Linked DNA regions of Salvelinus alpinus: region 1 is linked to region 2. Evidence: chromatin contacts called from public Hi-C data. All regions are on one chromosome and are shown on one strand. The core of a region is the stretch at or near the end of the contact, and the rest is flanking DNA. Distances in the headings are between cores, read along the strand shown.

The links. Hi-C and Micro-C count contacts between places; a contact is called where the count stands out from the background.
Region 1: a Hi-C map of muscle shows a contact between it and region 2, with 6 times the contacts expected there. The contact joins the promoter of cdin1 here to the promoter of LOC139553402 in region 2. A contact is called at or near these places in 2 of 3 Hi-C or Micro-C datasets (muscle and red muscle).

Annotation. Positions count from the first base shown.
Region 1 is chr25:14,058,589-14,065,996 of SLU_Salpinus.1, reverse strand. cdin1 (CDAN1 interacting nuclease 1) reads left to right here and starts at 5,917. Exons shown (of 12, transcript XM_071365692.1): 1 at 5,917-5,977; 2 at 6,283-6,401. The coding sequence starts at 6,301.
Region 2 is chr25:13,861,970-13,869,469 of SLU_Salpinus.1, reverse strand. It overlaps LOC139553402 (homeobox protein Meis2-like), which reads right to left and starts at 1,565. Exons shown (of 12, transcript XM_071365689.1): 1 at 1,411-1,565.

The sequences.
Region 1 (7,408 bases), core at 4,668-7,167, 190 kb before region 2:
CTCTCAGAGGAACACATTAACAACCATATTTATTCAAGGATGGAAATACAAATATGAGAATCATCCAGCAGCATAATACTTCTGCTGCTTGCACTTCATTGTCGCCTTTTCAAATATCCTCCTATGGTGTTTAATTTTCATGTGACAAGTTTGACTGACATTGTGGCTGGTGTTTGAACCATGTGCTCGGGTTCCCTCTCATTCCCTCTCCTTTTCAGCAGGAATAATGACTATTCTTGTGTTAGACGGAGTATTTGTGTTATTGTTGTGGAGTGTCAGCAGCGGCCCCAGACGTTTGCCTAGCGTGCTATCAGCGGGAGTGTACAAATACAAACACATTTGTCAGAGTTATTGACCTTTATCTCTCCACTTTCTTGACAGCCTTCTTCAGTTATTGACAATACAAACACACGGGGCAAAGCATAACCTTTAATTTACAGAGCCCTCTCTTTCTCTCTCTCTCTCTGCCTCTCTCCTCCTTCTCTCTGTCTCTCTCTCTTTTCTCTCTTCTCTCTTCTTGCGATTTGTTTAAATAAGATGGCAGACAATGCTACTGTTCATTTCTGCCATTTCTCTTTCATTCCAAATTTCAGAGGCTAATGTCATTAGACAGATACAATAGCCGCTATTCAGCCCCGGATACAGAGATATTTCAACTATTCAATATAGTTTTGACATGCTGACATTAGAGCAGAGTGTTGTTTCCCTATTTGTTTGGTTACAATGTAAACAATATCATAAATCGTATATTCCTTTAAGCAAGCTATCTGTCCCCCTCGCATTTTCAAATTACCACTGTATGTGTATGTATTCATTCAAATTCTACTGTGGACATGTTCAAGGTCTAATAGCATATTTTGACACAAAACAGGGGACATAACTCACCATAATCAAACTACAAGGAATAATTGTATATTTTTATAGTCCATCGGTAGTATGAATAACATTTGCATGGCATTGTATGCAGTAGAAAACCTTTTATGAGAAAAAATAATTAGCGTTGAAGAATCGTCCTGCATCTATCTTTAATGGTATACAACACAGTGATATACTCATTTACCACACCACCACCATGCAACTGTACATAGTAATGCCGCTAGTAAAAACATATTAGCACCACAGGAGAAATCACAGTGTTTAAAATGTGTCCTTTTGCATTTTAGCAATGAAAAATAGCCTCCATAAAATATAGGTGTCCCCACTAGTCAGCCGCTCTGCGGACACTTCAGAGCCGAAAATTGCATTTTAAACAATCCAGACCAGTGTGGTGACCACGGTTAATCATCAAGAAACAAAGACATCAAACAATACTTGATAATGAGAAAAATGCCTCCAGGATATTAGGAATGGGGGAGAGAGAACACAGCATGAGCCTCGCTCAGCTGCAGAGGTAGAGAGGCACACCAGCCACATAGACACAAGCCGCATTCGCAAGCCCATCACACCCCCCACTCCCACCCCACCCACCCCACACACACTTTCTCTAAGCGGGGACAAAAAGCACACACACACACACACCTACGATTCTCATGGAGTTAAAAAGCCATTAAAACATTGTCTCTTTTTTTAAGTTCATGACGAGATAATTAGAATTCAGCGAGTGGAGCCAGTGGTGAGATTAGAGCTTTGTGGAAATGTGCTTCATTTTGAACCTCACTGCATCACAATTGAACCCAATTATCTGCAGTTAAAATGGCTTTGTGAGGGCCAGAACAATAAAACTCACACTGACAAAAATCCAAGGTAGATAAAATAGGAAGTTTTTATTGACAAAAGAGTAAAGAATAAGATTTATTTTCCCAGAGTAAAAAACATAATATTTCTTATTTTTCTATGGTATATGTATGGCTACAGGCTTGAGTTGTATTCATATTTTACTGAGCTGACTATACATACAGGATGGTATCTATTGAACACAATACACCCACAAATCGGCGTAGATATTTGTACAAATAAACTCCCATTTCAATATACTTAAAATCTCACTGTGCTGTTAGTTGACGTCTAGAACAGAGACCATTATTCCTTATATAAAAAGACTCAGTAGCCATATATATTTTGGTTTCTCAGCTGATAATAAATCCATACTTGCTTTCATCTCTAAACTTATCGGTGTCAGTTTAGTTAGAGTTTAGCTGAAATCAGTAGTTGGGGGGCCGGGGTGTGTATGTTGTGTGTGTGTTTGTGTGTGTGTTTGTGTATGTTTTGTGTGTGCTTGTGTGTGTTTGTGTGTGTTTGTTTCAGGGTCCACTCTCCCTTTCCTCAGACAGGGTATTACTGGGTTATCCGTGATTGACGTGACTTTAATGGTTTGGCCAAATCAAGGCAGATCCAGCAACCTGGGCGCAACTGCAGCATGTGCCGCCACCTCCGTCATGCAAATTGCACCCGGGCAGCCCGTTGACTATGATTAATGAGCCTGGGCTACAAGAACCTTTGTGTCCTAGTGCAGCCGTTTAGTGTGAAATACAATCCCCAAATATTATCTATCCCCTATTAATGCACTAAATGTGTTCAAACCGCACATGTTGTTTAGAGCAATTTACAAGGAGACTGAGGGGGAGAGTGTTGTGAGCACAATTGCATTTAATTACTTGCACCCTAATTAAATTCATTAAAGGATAATAAAACAAATGAAAGAAACAGTTTTGAAAGCACCAGCAAAACACATGTCTTGTCTTCCTTGATGTAAAATATGGATATGGGATTTTCAGGGGCAGTCATGCTGTTAGGGGGGATGTTTTTTCCAAACGCACGAATATGATACCTTGCTAATACTACAGGCATTTCCTGGTTATGGCTTGCCTCACGTTTAAACTGTGATTTTTTTAGAGCTAAGAAACCTAGACTTCCTGATGATTGGAGAGAATTTCTGTGGTGGAGAGGTGAAGTCACTGACTGCAAACAGTGGGAAAAAATGAAAGATTATAACAATATGGCTGCTGGTGTTCTATTACGAAATTGTACCTCGTATGGCGAATGATATAATATCATTGAAGATGGTAAGGTCCAATGTGTGAGGAGACAGGGGGAGAGTGCAATTTCCTTAAACATAGCATGATGTGTAAGGGAAATTAAAGAAGCTCACAAATCCTCCTCAGCATTAAACAGTTATGCATTGATAAAATCAATAAAGAAGCATGATCTTTATCTCACACGAACACACACACACACACACACACACACACACACACACACACACACACACACACACACACACACACACACACACACACACACACACACACACACACACACACACACACACACACACACACACACACACACACACAGAAACAAGCTCTCTGTTCGCTGCTAGCAGAATGTAAATGTTTCCCAGGCATTACGGTGTATAGCTAATTGCCATTACTAGCACTACAATGGTGTGCCGAGAGCCGTGGAGCAGAGATCAGTGCAGCGTCTCCTGGATATCAGAGGGAAACATCCTTTATAAATTCATCTCCCACTGTGAGCAGGCTTCACAGCTGGTTAACGGCACTGTGTGTACCGCTGCCCTGTTTACACACTGCCTCCAAAGCACCCCTCTCCTCTCTTCCCTGCATCCCCTCGCTCTTCTCTCTATCCCTCGCTCCTCTATCTTGCTCCACTTCTAGCTCCCGTCACAGCCTGCTGTGGCTCTCACTGTGTGAGACATACACACACACGAGCACACAAACTAACACACGCACACACACACACTGTACATACGGTACATCCAAGAACACAGAACTGCTCTGATCCCAGCCTTTGGAGCCATTACAGTACACTGCCTTCCCAACCTCTTCCAGATTTGGATCTTTTTATACCATCACATTACATTGCTCTTTTATACTACCTATTACACATGCTGCTCCCCACCAAAACCCCCTGATCCTTTGATACCTAGACGGGTAAACTGCTCCAGCCGCCCCTGACCTCAGCCTTTTATGGCAATCAGACGAGACTGCCTCAGAGGCCCTGATTTTATCTCCTCATACTAATCCCAGTACACTGCTCCCTTTTGTAGCACATCACGGTGCACTGAGCCCTTTTTGTCCCCGAGTCCAGGCTGGTTCACACAACCCCCAGAACGGGGCTCATCACAGCCATCATACTACACTGCCCCACAACAATACAGCTTTATTTTGATACACCACAGGTCAGGTCAGAGTGAGTCTGGCTGGCCCGTGACACCTTTGTGTTCGCCATAAAGGGAAAACCACGTTCATTCATACAATGTACTAATGCCATGTGCTGGAGGTGTAGTGATGTTATGATAAAATGTGACATATCATGACAAAAGTATTGATATAATCCTATGATTCGGGACACAATAAAATTTGAAAGAAAAATAGGTGGATCAATTTGTTTTTCTTTTATCATTTGTTGTGATTTAGAGATGTAATTCAAGTTATGAAATGTTTTATAATAATTTAAGCTCCAGACCATTCTAGGGTAACAAAAGAAATCTAGCGTTTGCCTATTGTACAAAATGTAATAAATAGTCACCATAGAAATGACTCGGTTATATTGCTGTAGCCAGCTTTCCTTCTATCAGGTACCTGTAAATTAAGTGTGTGTGTGTAAGTGTGAGAGAGATTATATTAGGCCAGACTATGATTTAGCACTGCTCAGAGATTAATTACACAATAAGACCATTGTAAAAAAAAAAATAAGATATTGATCTGACAAAGTAGACCTTAAAAAGAGAGCACTCAATACCTGCATTATATAACATAGTCAAATACAATTAGGCCTACCCACAACTTCCCTAAAACCAGAGTACCACTGGTTTTAAATACTTATATTATATTTTAGCCATAGATCATGTCTGTACTCATATGATATTACATTTTGAGAATGATATTTGCAGTATAATAATAGGCTGAATACTTTATTATTTGTGTAGGCTTGTGTCCCAAAATAAAGAGGGCAATTCACTTCAGGCACACACTTCTGCACTAAGCTCAATACCCTGCTTTTACAAATCTTCTTAGTGTTGTCTAGTATATCATTATTCACAATCCCAGCTAAGTGTTCCTGTCACGGACACTCGGAGTATAAACTATGAAGAGCTCAAATGAAAGAAGATATAACACATCAATAAATGATGCCTGCCTGCCCCACAGCACCTACTCTAACTTGTTACACTTTCCCTCCAGACTTCATAAGAGCCAAAGTGTGCCCCAACCAAAGACTACTTTTAAAGACTAAAGTTTTCTAAACTACTTCATATGGAACCTGATCTGGAGTCAGTGGGGAAGGACAGCTTGAGATGTCGCTGGGGTTTTGGAGTTAAAAGGAATCCACTTTGTATTCATGTCTAAAAATCCAGATCTCCTGTCTTTAATTCCAAATCCCTTTAAATCACCCTTTGGCAGAAAAAGAGGATTACAGGGTTTTGGAAGGTGTTGATACATGGCTATGCTTGAGGGGGGTGTACAACTCTACTACTTAGAGGACATCAGTTTATAATAGGCAGTTTTGTAATCGATAGTTTAATTTCCAGATAATCATAAAAATATAAAAATTATTCAGGTTGTCGTTGTGAAAAACGTTCCAAGTGAATGTATTTTATTCCCAAATTTTTTTTTTTAAGTATGCTTTCCCTTTCAATTCAGCTATTTTAGGCTATCAGAATTATAAAAATGTGTTTTTTATTTTGCTGTAGGGTTCCATTTATTGTTTAGGCTACTACTATATATAATTCATTATAATGAAAGAGTACCATGCATTGGTCTTGAATGGAGCATAATTTGTCCCACTGTATGCATTTCCTACCTATGCGAATGTATTGCTATGATATTACAGGTGATATTTTCCAAATCTGTCAAAGAAAGTTAACCAGGTCTTTTAGGTTTGATAGTGCTGTTGTTGGTATTGAATCACTGAAGCGAAGACCGTAGCGAGCCTATCCCTTGCCGGTATACTCAGCTCCTGCAATATAGACCAATAGGAGGGCTGTTCATACTGACGTGTATGTTTTAACTTTCTCGCGGTAAGAAACCAGGAAGTGTATTGTGCTCCTTGCATTTATTGTAATAACATTGTTTTACTGGAAAATAGCATTGTTTTTTCCTGTATTATATTGACTTAGCATTGCATGCAGTAGCTATTATTAAACTAGCGGACTATTTACTGTCGTTTATGTGACCGATTTGAAAGAGTTTGATACACTGAACAACATTGGTAGCTAAACTGCTAACGTTAGTTAGCAAGCAATTTCATAGCTTATTTTGCCAATGCGAGCTGATATCAGAACTTGCACGTTTTTGATTGTTGTCTTGTCTTCTATTTGTTTAGCCACGCAGATGATTAAAAATGAAGCTGTCTCGAGCTGAATACAAGGAGATAGTGAAATGCACCGAACATTTGAGACCCACGCGTCAGTGTATGACGATACTGAGGCAAAGATTTCCAAAGTAAGTGATGCATGTTTCAATATAGTTTACCCTATTGATATTGTCATAAACTCTTGTTATGTCCTTGATGCTTGTTGTCCTGCTGTATGAGCCTATCCCTGCATAATTGTGTAGCTCGAAGCTGTTACGAGCTTTTCGGCACATTCCATAGCTAACGGGATTTCCACATAACACGATAATTCGGATAGCCATGCTAGCTTCGCCCTCATGTGAGTGTTAGCAAGTAGGCTAGGTAGTGCTACAGGCGGGTCTCATAGACTGGACGTAACATAGTAAACCAGGAACCTCTAATTAATTATATGTTACGTTTGGTATGTTTACATAAGAGTTACTTAAGACAAAAGAAAGAGGGTGTTTGGGTGAGCGTATAACGCGAACGTCTAGCCACCCCAAAGGTTGTGTGTTCAAATCCCATCACTGATAACTTTACAATTATAGTTAATTAGTAACTACTTGCTACATTGCAACTACTTACAGTAGCATGTTAACTAACCCTTCCCCTAACCTTAACCGTTTTAGTTAACCAGGCCTGGACAATTCTAGTCCTTGGGGGCCTGATTGGTGTCACATTTTCCCCCCATCCCTAGCAAATACACCTGATTTAAACTAATTGCATTTTTAACTGAAGATCATGATTAGTTGATTATTGGAGTCAGGTGTGTTAGTTGGGGCTGGGGAAAGTGGGACACCTATCAGGCCCCTGAGGACTGGAGTTGCCCAGGCCTGCACCCTAACCTTAACCCCTAGTGGTAGCTAACGTTAGCCACCTAGCTAACATTGCCCACAATAAATTGGAATTTGTAACATATCATACGTTTTGGAAATTCATAACATTAAAACAAATTGTAATTAACATATCATATGAAATGGATGCTGGACATCCAACAGTTAATACATACTATACAAAATGTAACATACCTTACTACACTGAACAAAAATATAAATGCAACAATTTTAAATATTTTACTGATTTAAAGTTCAAATAAGGAAATCAGTGAATTGAAATA
Region 2 (7,500 bases), core at 316-2,815:
AGAGTAAAGGTAGCCTACTGCAAAAATGTCAAATAAAACGGCTTAGATATGAACAATTTATAAATAAGCCGCCACTGACAAGAGGATAGCGATATGGAGGCCCTCCTAGAGTGGATTTGTATAGGTAAGTGTTGGAGATTTAAAACCTACCCTTTGCGCCATCAGGCTGCGCTCCAATAAACTCCTGGATGTGTCGTATATTTAATATCCCAGTCAGGTTAGAAAGTGATTTACTGGTAAGATTCCTTTTTCAACCAACTTTGCGAATTCTCCTATTCTCCAATGTGGTAGAGTGCAAGCAGAAGCATCAGGAGGAGTTTTGCAATTTTTCTTGTTTTCCTCTTTCCCCCAAAAATAAAAAAAAATGTCAAGCACCAAACTGAAGGTTACAATCGGCCCATCAACAACCTGCATGTAACTAAACTGTCGTGTCTCGTGGCTTTTTGCCACTCCAGCTGTCAATCAAAGCCAGGGGTTGTCAAGGTAATGAATGAATGATGGTTGGTGATGATGTTCAAGAGAGGATGAATCTTTTCAGCCCGTTTTCATCCAGCAAGTCCGCGTCCTCTTTATGCCTCCGGATTGCTATCTTGTTTTATTATTACTGTAAAAAGAAAAAGCAATAGAAATTAAGAGATTGCAATTCAGATCTTTCCTTTCCCCGTAGGTATTTCGTCTATCTCGCGGTCTGAGATGAGTGAGTGTCAGCGAGTGTTGGCAGGTTGGCTGCTAGCTTGCTTATAGAACAGAGTCAGTTTGCTGCGCTGATCGGCGGGAGAATGAAATGACGGAACCCGGAAGTAGCGGTGGCCATAGCCAGTCCTACAGCAGCTACAGAAAGAGAGGAGAGACCAAATCCTGTGATATGCAGAGTATGCACGAGGACGGCTTCAACTCCTCACGGGGGGAGCCAAACAACACAGATTCTACACTCCCAGGCAATTCCCTTCGCTGATAAGTGAGAAGCAAAAAGAAAAGAAAAAAAGTGAAGTAGCCTATTTGTGTTAATCTGCTATGCTTTTAGATCCGAAGCAGCGTTTCCCTATACATGCCAACGCGGACCTATAAGCGCTGTATAATAAGAGTAGGAAAAGCCCGAGCTAAGGCGCACGACTAACTTGTTCTAGTTTCACTATTGCAAATAGTCTGAAAGAAATACGCGTGGCACCTCGTACCGTTCACGAGTCAAAAAAGTTATCATAAATATGATAAATAATGAACAGTAAGTAGCCTATTGTTCACACATCACCACTCATACTTATTGTTTTCACTCAAAAATATTCTAAACTAAGAATCCGTCACGCAATCAAAACATGATCTCTAGTCAAATCATCTATAATGACACTGTAAAGATACCTGATTCGTTTTGAGTTTAATTTATGAGCATGACGCTTACTTGTTAACGCTTACTTGTTATCTTGTGTTGTGGTTATAGCCGGTGTGCCTAGTATGAAATATCTCGGTAATACCTTTTAATCGTACTGCTAATTATGAACGGGGCTGTTTAGCAAATTAAACGATATGGCGCACCCCTTCTCAGTCCAGAATGAACTTTTCCAAAAAGAAAAAGCTTTTGTAGAGAAAGTAATTTTGTATGTTTCTCTCGTCCAATCCCCTCTCTAGATAGAAATCCGTGCCTTACCTCAGAGTAGTCAATTATCAAAGCTCCCCAAGATCATCAATCATGTCTTGAGTTTGAAGTTTAGAGGAGGAGCAACGCTCCGGCCATCGATTGCGCTGAGGCTATAGCCCTTTTTCCCTGAGCCCAAGCTTTTTTACGCACAAAACCGAAACAGGCCATCTATCCCTTTTAATATTTAGCTCCATCAATGATAATATACACGTTTGCGCAGATGGCATCATCGTTATATTGATATGTTTTCACATAAATTGATACATTTATGGCTCGGTGACATTTTTGGTGGTTGTCGAAATTAACCATTCATAGGTTGGATGAGCTAAAGGGTTGGATTCAGCTGTAAGGTCAATATACTCCCAACAAACAAACGCGCCATACGGTTGCTTGGGATGACAATAGAAATAGCAATTGAAAAATATTTTAAAAATGAAGGACTGTGACAACAATTATGTTTGTTGGCATAAGGGGGTGGGAAGCCCTACAAGAAAAAGTAGGAAAGCAGGGTTGACGAACGGCTGTGTGGACAGTTCAACGTGCAATAGCCCGAGAAGGAACTACAGTGTTATGCGCAGAGCCGCATGCATCGTCTCCAAATACCTCTGACCGATGTTACATTCTGTGAACAGAACCAGGGGCTGGATGCGTGAGCTTTTGAAGACATGGGTTTTTGATGTTAGCCCGAATGCTTATAATGATATCGTGCACTATGACCTGTACACTAACCCTAGCGTTTTTCTTCCGGACAAACATGGTAAGTGAATCATATTATGTCCTTTGTTGTGTCTCGTAAAACGGAAGGTTCTCCAACAGTGCAGTTGTGGAAAGTCAGGCTAAGTAGCTGATATGATTAGGCCTATTCTGTGAATGTATGAATGATTCAGTCGCATTAGAGCTATCCAATCCCCAAAAATGTAAGTAACATTTTTAAGCGTTGGATAAGTAAAATGTGGCACATTTTTACGTTATACGGTCAAAATCGTATACACAGTTTTTTTTTTAACAAATCTTTTATCTTATATATATTTTGGCCTAAAGGCGGGTGATGTACACATTCGAAGAGCTTGTGAAACTTGAGGTGGTCATATATGAAATAGCCTTTTCTTCCAAAATGCACCTCAACCTTTTGAACATTCAAAAGTTGTATATTTTATAAAATGTATATAACACAATATGTTAAATGTTTATGAAGTTTATTTTAGGTATTTTACTTATAGTTCTTGGTACAAGCTAAGGACATGCTATTCATTACAATGCAATGCCATGTAATGGTGAATCCAAAATATAGCCTCTATCAGCATTCAAATCTAACATAAATCTGAATAACATCAAATAAATCAGAATCCTGTTAGTGAGACATTATATTTTAGTTATGGCAATAAATACACTTTTATACACTCTAAATCCTCGTTCTGGATATTGTATTTCAATCCTAATACTTAATAGTCTTAATATAATTCTAATTCATATTTAATAATACGATTAAATTAGCCTTATAAAACCTAGAACATAGCCTAGATTAAATGGAGGATACCTAAAACATGTTCTCATGGTTTTGGAAACATGCAAGTGTTTGCAACCCAAGACCTTTCAAGTGTCCCATATCATGCCCAAGTTCCCATTATGTTTAGTGGATTTCCCATTGTGTGACTTTTCAGGTTGAGGACTGATATGGATAAGGATACATATGAACACAATCTGTGTTCAAGTAGAAGTGCATCTCCGTCAACATGCGGATCCGTCTCTTCTGCAGAAGATGGCATTAACAGGCGGTAAAATTTCATCTGGTGGTGTCAAATTGAGGTCAGTTTAGGGTTAAAGCTCTCGGTGTCCGTGTGGGACATGGCCAGCTGCGTTTGGATTCATTAGGGGGCAGCGGATCTATTTCAAGGAAAACACTACTGAGACAATCACGAGGCTAAAGATCCACTCGGTGTCACATCCTAAAAGTGCACCTACTGTAAAAAAGTAACCCCCAAACTCCCATTTCAAAACAGACACCAATATCTCCACTTTGCCATGGCTTCCTCTAAAGTAGCCTGGTAGCCTATCGTGTTGCTAAATATGGAGAAATGTTTTGTTGATTTAATTCCTTCAAAAAGGTCACTGATACAAATCGGGGTTTAAATCCTCTTAGTGACCTTAAATACTTCTTTAGAAACAATCGCTGCTTAACCACAGGAACAAATAACATCGGCCTAATCTTGTTTGTTACTTTGTTCTGAGTTGGCCCGCCTTAGTATTTGAGATTATGCAAATAGGAAAAGCTCATGTTGGCTATAGAAAGCCCACAGATAAGAGTAGATCATAGACTTTTCTGAAGGGGACAGAAAACCAACACTTTCAGTAACCTAAAGGTCAATACAAAGATAATTCTGAATTGCGTTCAGGTATATTTAAATTATGGTTATTTTCGGAAGTTTTGTAGTAGGCTTTTGTTCAATTGATGTTCAGACAATATCAATACTCGAATGTATATGTTAAAATCTAGTGATTAACTAACTATTCATTTATTTATCTCAGTGTTTACATAATCTACAGTGAAGTTTTTTTTGTTTATACGTAGCCCTGTCAATGTTTTCCTCATGCAACACATACGGCATTACCTCACCAGGCTGAACTCTTTCTGACCCCACGTGAAATGTGACTAGGGTCCCAGAAAGTGGAATGAGCAACTCAAATACTTGTCAAAGTTTCGCGACTAACTGTAAATTCTTGAGTTCCAAAGCCGTATTTTCCCCTCTATCGATTTTCAGATTCTGGTGTCTGAGGAGGGGGAGAGAGAGGGGGTGGGGTGGGGAGCCACACAAAATGTAACTGTGGCGTTCTCCCTTGAAAATCCTTGGGATCTGTCTCAAAGACACTTAGCATGCCTAATGCTTAAAATATGCATTCCTCTAGCGACATCTGGCGGATTGAACAAACGCCAAACGTTGAATCGCGCCACTATTAAGAAATTAAGAAAAAAATAGGTAATCTTTAGGAAAAATCTAATTTGCGTGACAACGAAAAATATGCATTATAAATTGTGATCATAATGAATTCATTATTATTTGAACCATATATGTTTTTAAAGTGCAATTGAATATAATTTACAGTTGAAAATAGGCCTATTTGAAAAATATTTTGTGAGGAGAGAGAATGGATTCGAATGCCTATGTTATCAATATATCAAGCATAATTTGTATCCCAACAAACAATTTTTCCGAGTGAAATGTGAACCACGCAGGGTGCTGTGTAATATCAAAATAACGGTAACCAAAATGGTACTATTCGTCCAAAGATTAGGAGTAAATAGAAAAACCCAGTGAGGCAGTTGGGACCATCATTAGTTATGGTTTCTGGCTCAATTAATGTAAAGGAATTTACTGGTACACAGGCCATTCATCCCTCAGTGCAATTACTCAAAGGTGTTTTTCTGTACATGAAAGCTTCTGCGAAATAGATAACTGGTGTAATTAAAAATGACACATGAAGCTCGGATTATTATATTATTGTTATTATTATTATTTGTCTGTTATTATTACTGTTACAATCCATTAATGTAGGCCTAATATTTGACAGTGCTGTTAATTCAAATTAATAGCAAAATCACAAGCAATCAGTTTCAATCTAATTATAAATCATAAAAATATGTCTGATTTATTTGGACATAAACACGTTTGAATTAATGTCATATTTCGTGAAATAAAGACATTTTAGAATGTCTCAGCAATCTATTATTTATTCCCGGTCGATATCGTCCAAATAGATTCATGTTGCCCCACTCTATTATTTCCATTATGATATAATAGAATCCCCAAGGTCAATAGAAATTTGGTTATGTTTAAGGTCAATAGAAATTTGGTAATGTTTTGTCATACTGTTTTGAATTCTCCGAAACGAATTTCACAACCAACCACAATTTATCATAAGGACACTGAGGTTTTCTTGCAAGAACATGCTATCATACTTTTTCCATAGAGGTAGTAGTTGTCTGGATCATTACCGAGAGCTGAATGAACATCCCTCCCGACGAAGCACCGTTTCAGTCAGGCATGGCGAGATTAGTGACCGTGGCGAGAACTACGGTCATATGCATCAAATGCTGCTGAGGAGCTTGTATTGTGTGTTTATCCCGAAATACTGGGCGTGCAAGAGTAGCCTAACTATAGCCTAATAATTTGTCCTTGTCCCCTTCGTATCGAACTGTCTGAGCAAATATAAAGAAATGTGTAGCTAGACTATCAGTTTACCGAGCACTTTGGGGGGCAGGTATGCATTTTTATTTTGGGATTGAGGAGGTGGACACGTAAAGGGCCCATCTCGCCACATTACGACATGTAATAGAGAGAAGTTTAAGTGGAGCCCGAGAAACTGAGAAGTTAATAGCGCTGACCCTCTCGCTGTGCCTCTGTCGCTCATCATTTCTCAGACTTAAGGGGCTTAAAGAGGCAGTAGGCTATGGGCCCACCTTTATTACATATGAAACGCTCTCTTCCTTATCTACATAATAGGAAATACATGCATCGTTGCGTGTTATGCGGATTTGGAAATAGAAACATGTCCAATAAAGTCGCCCTCCCTCGCTGATCAAAGGGGAACATGGCTTTAGGCACCAAAGAAACTACCCCGTCCATTTAAACCGTTATTAAATTGTATTAATTCCCCTCTCCACTTTAAACTTAACATCAATTCCACCCTTGAGTTGTTTGTCCAGCACAGAGGGGAACAATTTAAGTGTTACATTTTCATGGTTGCATCATGCCCCGGAATTGAATTCAATTGGACAGAATAATCAAGAACGCAAATAGAATGTGTTCGGTTGCCCTCTGGACAATTGGAGATGTTTTTATGCCAGCCTTGATGGCAGACGTGTCAGGATTCATAATTAGGCATGCAGCTTTAAACCTTGGAATGTCTGTCAGACACACATCGAACTAAACAGATAACCATATCTTATCTTAACGCAAGCTTCTGACACTGCACGAAAACCCAACTATGTATTAAAGCTACTTGCAGACCTACAATTGTTTTCAAATGTGAGAATAGGCCATCCACGTAATGCACCCTTTGCGTAAAAAGTAGATGTTTAGCAAAGTTTTCTTCTTGAAATTGTTCAATGCTATTTAATAAATACGCTTTTTACGAGTTACGAGTTATAGCCTTCAGAAATGCTTTATTGTCTTTTACTTGGTTGAAAAGTCACTACTTTCAATATAAAACAACACTAATAATTATAGTTTTCCTACAGGAACATTTTGTGAAAGTGACATACTGTAGGCTACGTTCAGATGGCTCTGCCTTCATGTGCGTGGTAATATTTTTGAACTCGCCAAATTGCCTTTATCAAAAGGCAGGTGAATATAGCCCCCCTGTGTGTCTATACATCTTAACAATTATGGACCTGTTATGGGACTTTTGTGTAGTGGTAAATAAGAACAGTTAAATAAGAGGGAGTTTTCATTTGGATAAATGTGTATGTTCAGTTTTCATATACTAGCCTATTGCCCTGCTACTTTGTGACATTTGTGAGATGCTTTATGTTGTACAATAGGAGTGTAGTTGAACTGGAAAAGGGGCAGGAGTGGTTGTTTCCATCAGGGTGGGGAGTTCCAGTCAGATAAGTTACAGCTGCATTACATTTAGTCTAGGTAGGCTAAAGTGAAAGAATGACTAGAGATGAAAGTGAAATGATGAGAAACACTACTCTGTTGTTCTATAAACACTATTGAATAGGCTTTCATAATAAATATGAACATTTAAAACATTTAGTTAACTAAAAAATCTGTAACAATGTTCTTGGGTAATGTTAAATGCTAAATCTCCAGGTGAGCCACCTGTGCAATCATTGTTTACTCTCCCATGTGTGTAAACTTCAAGTG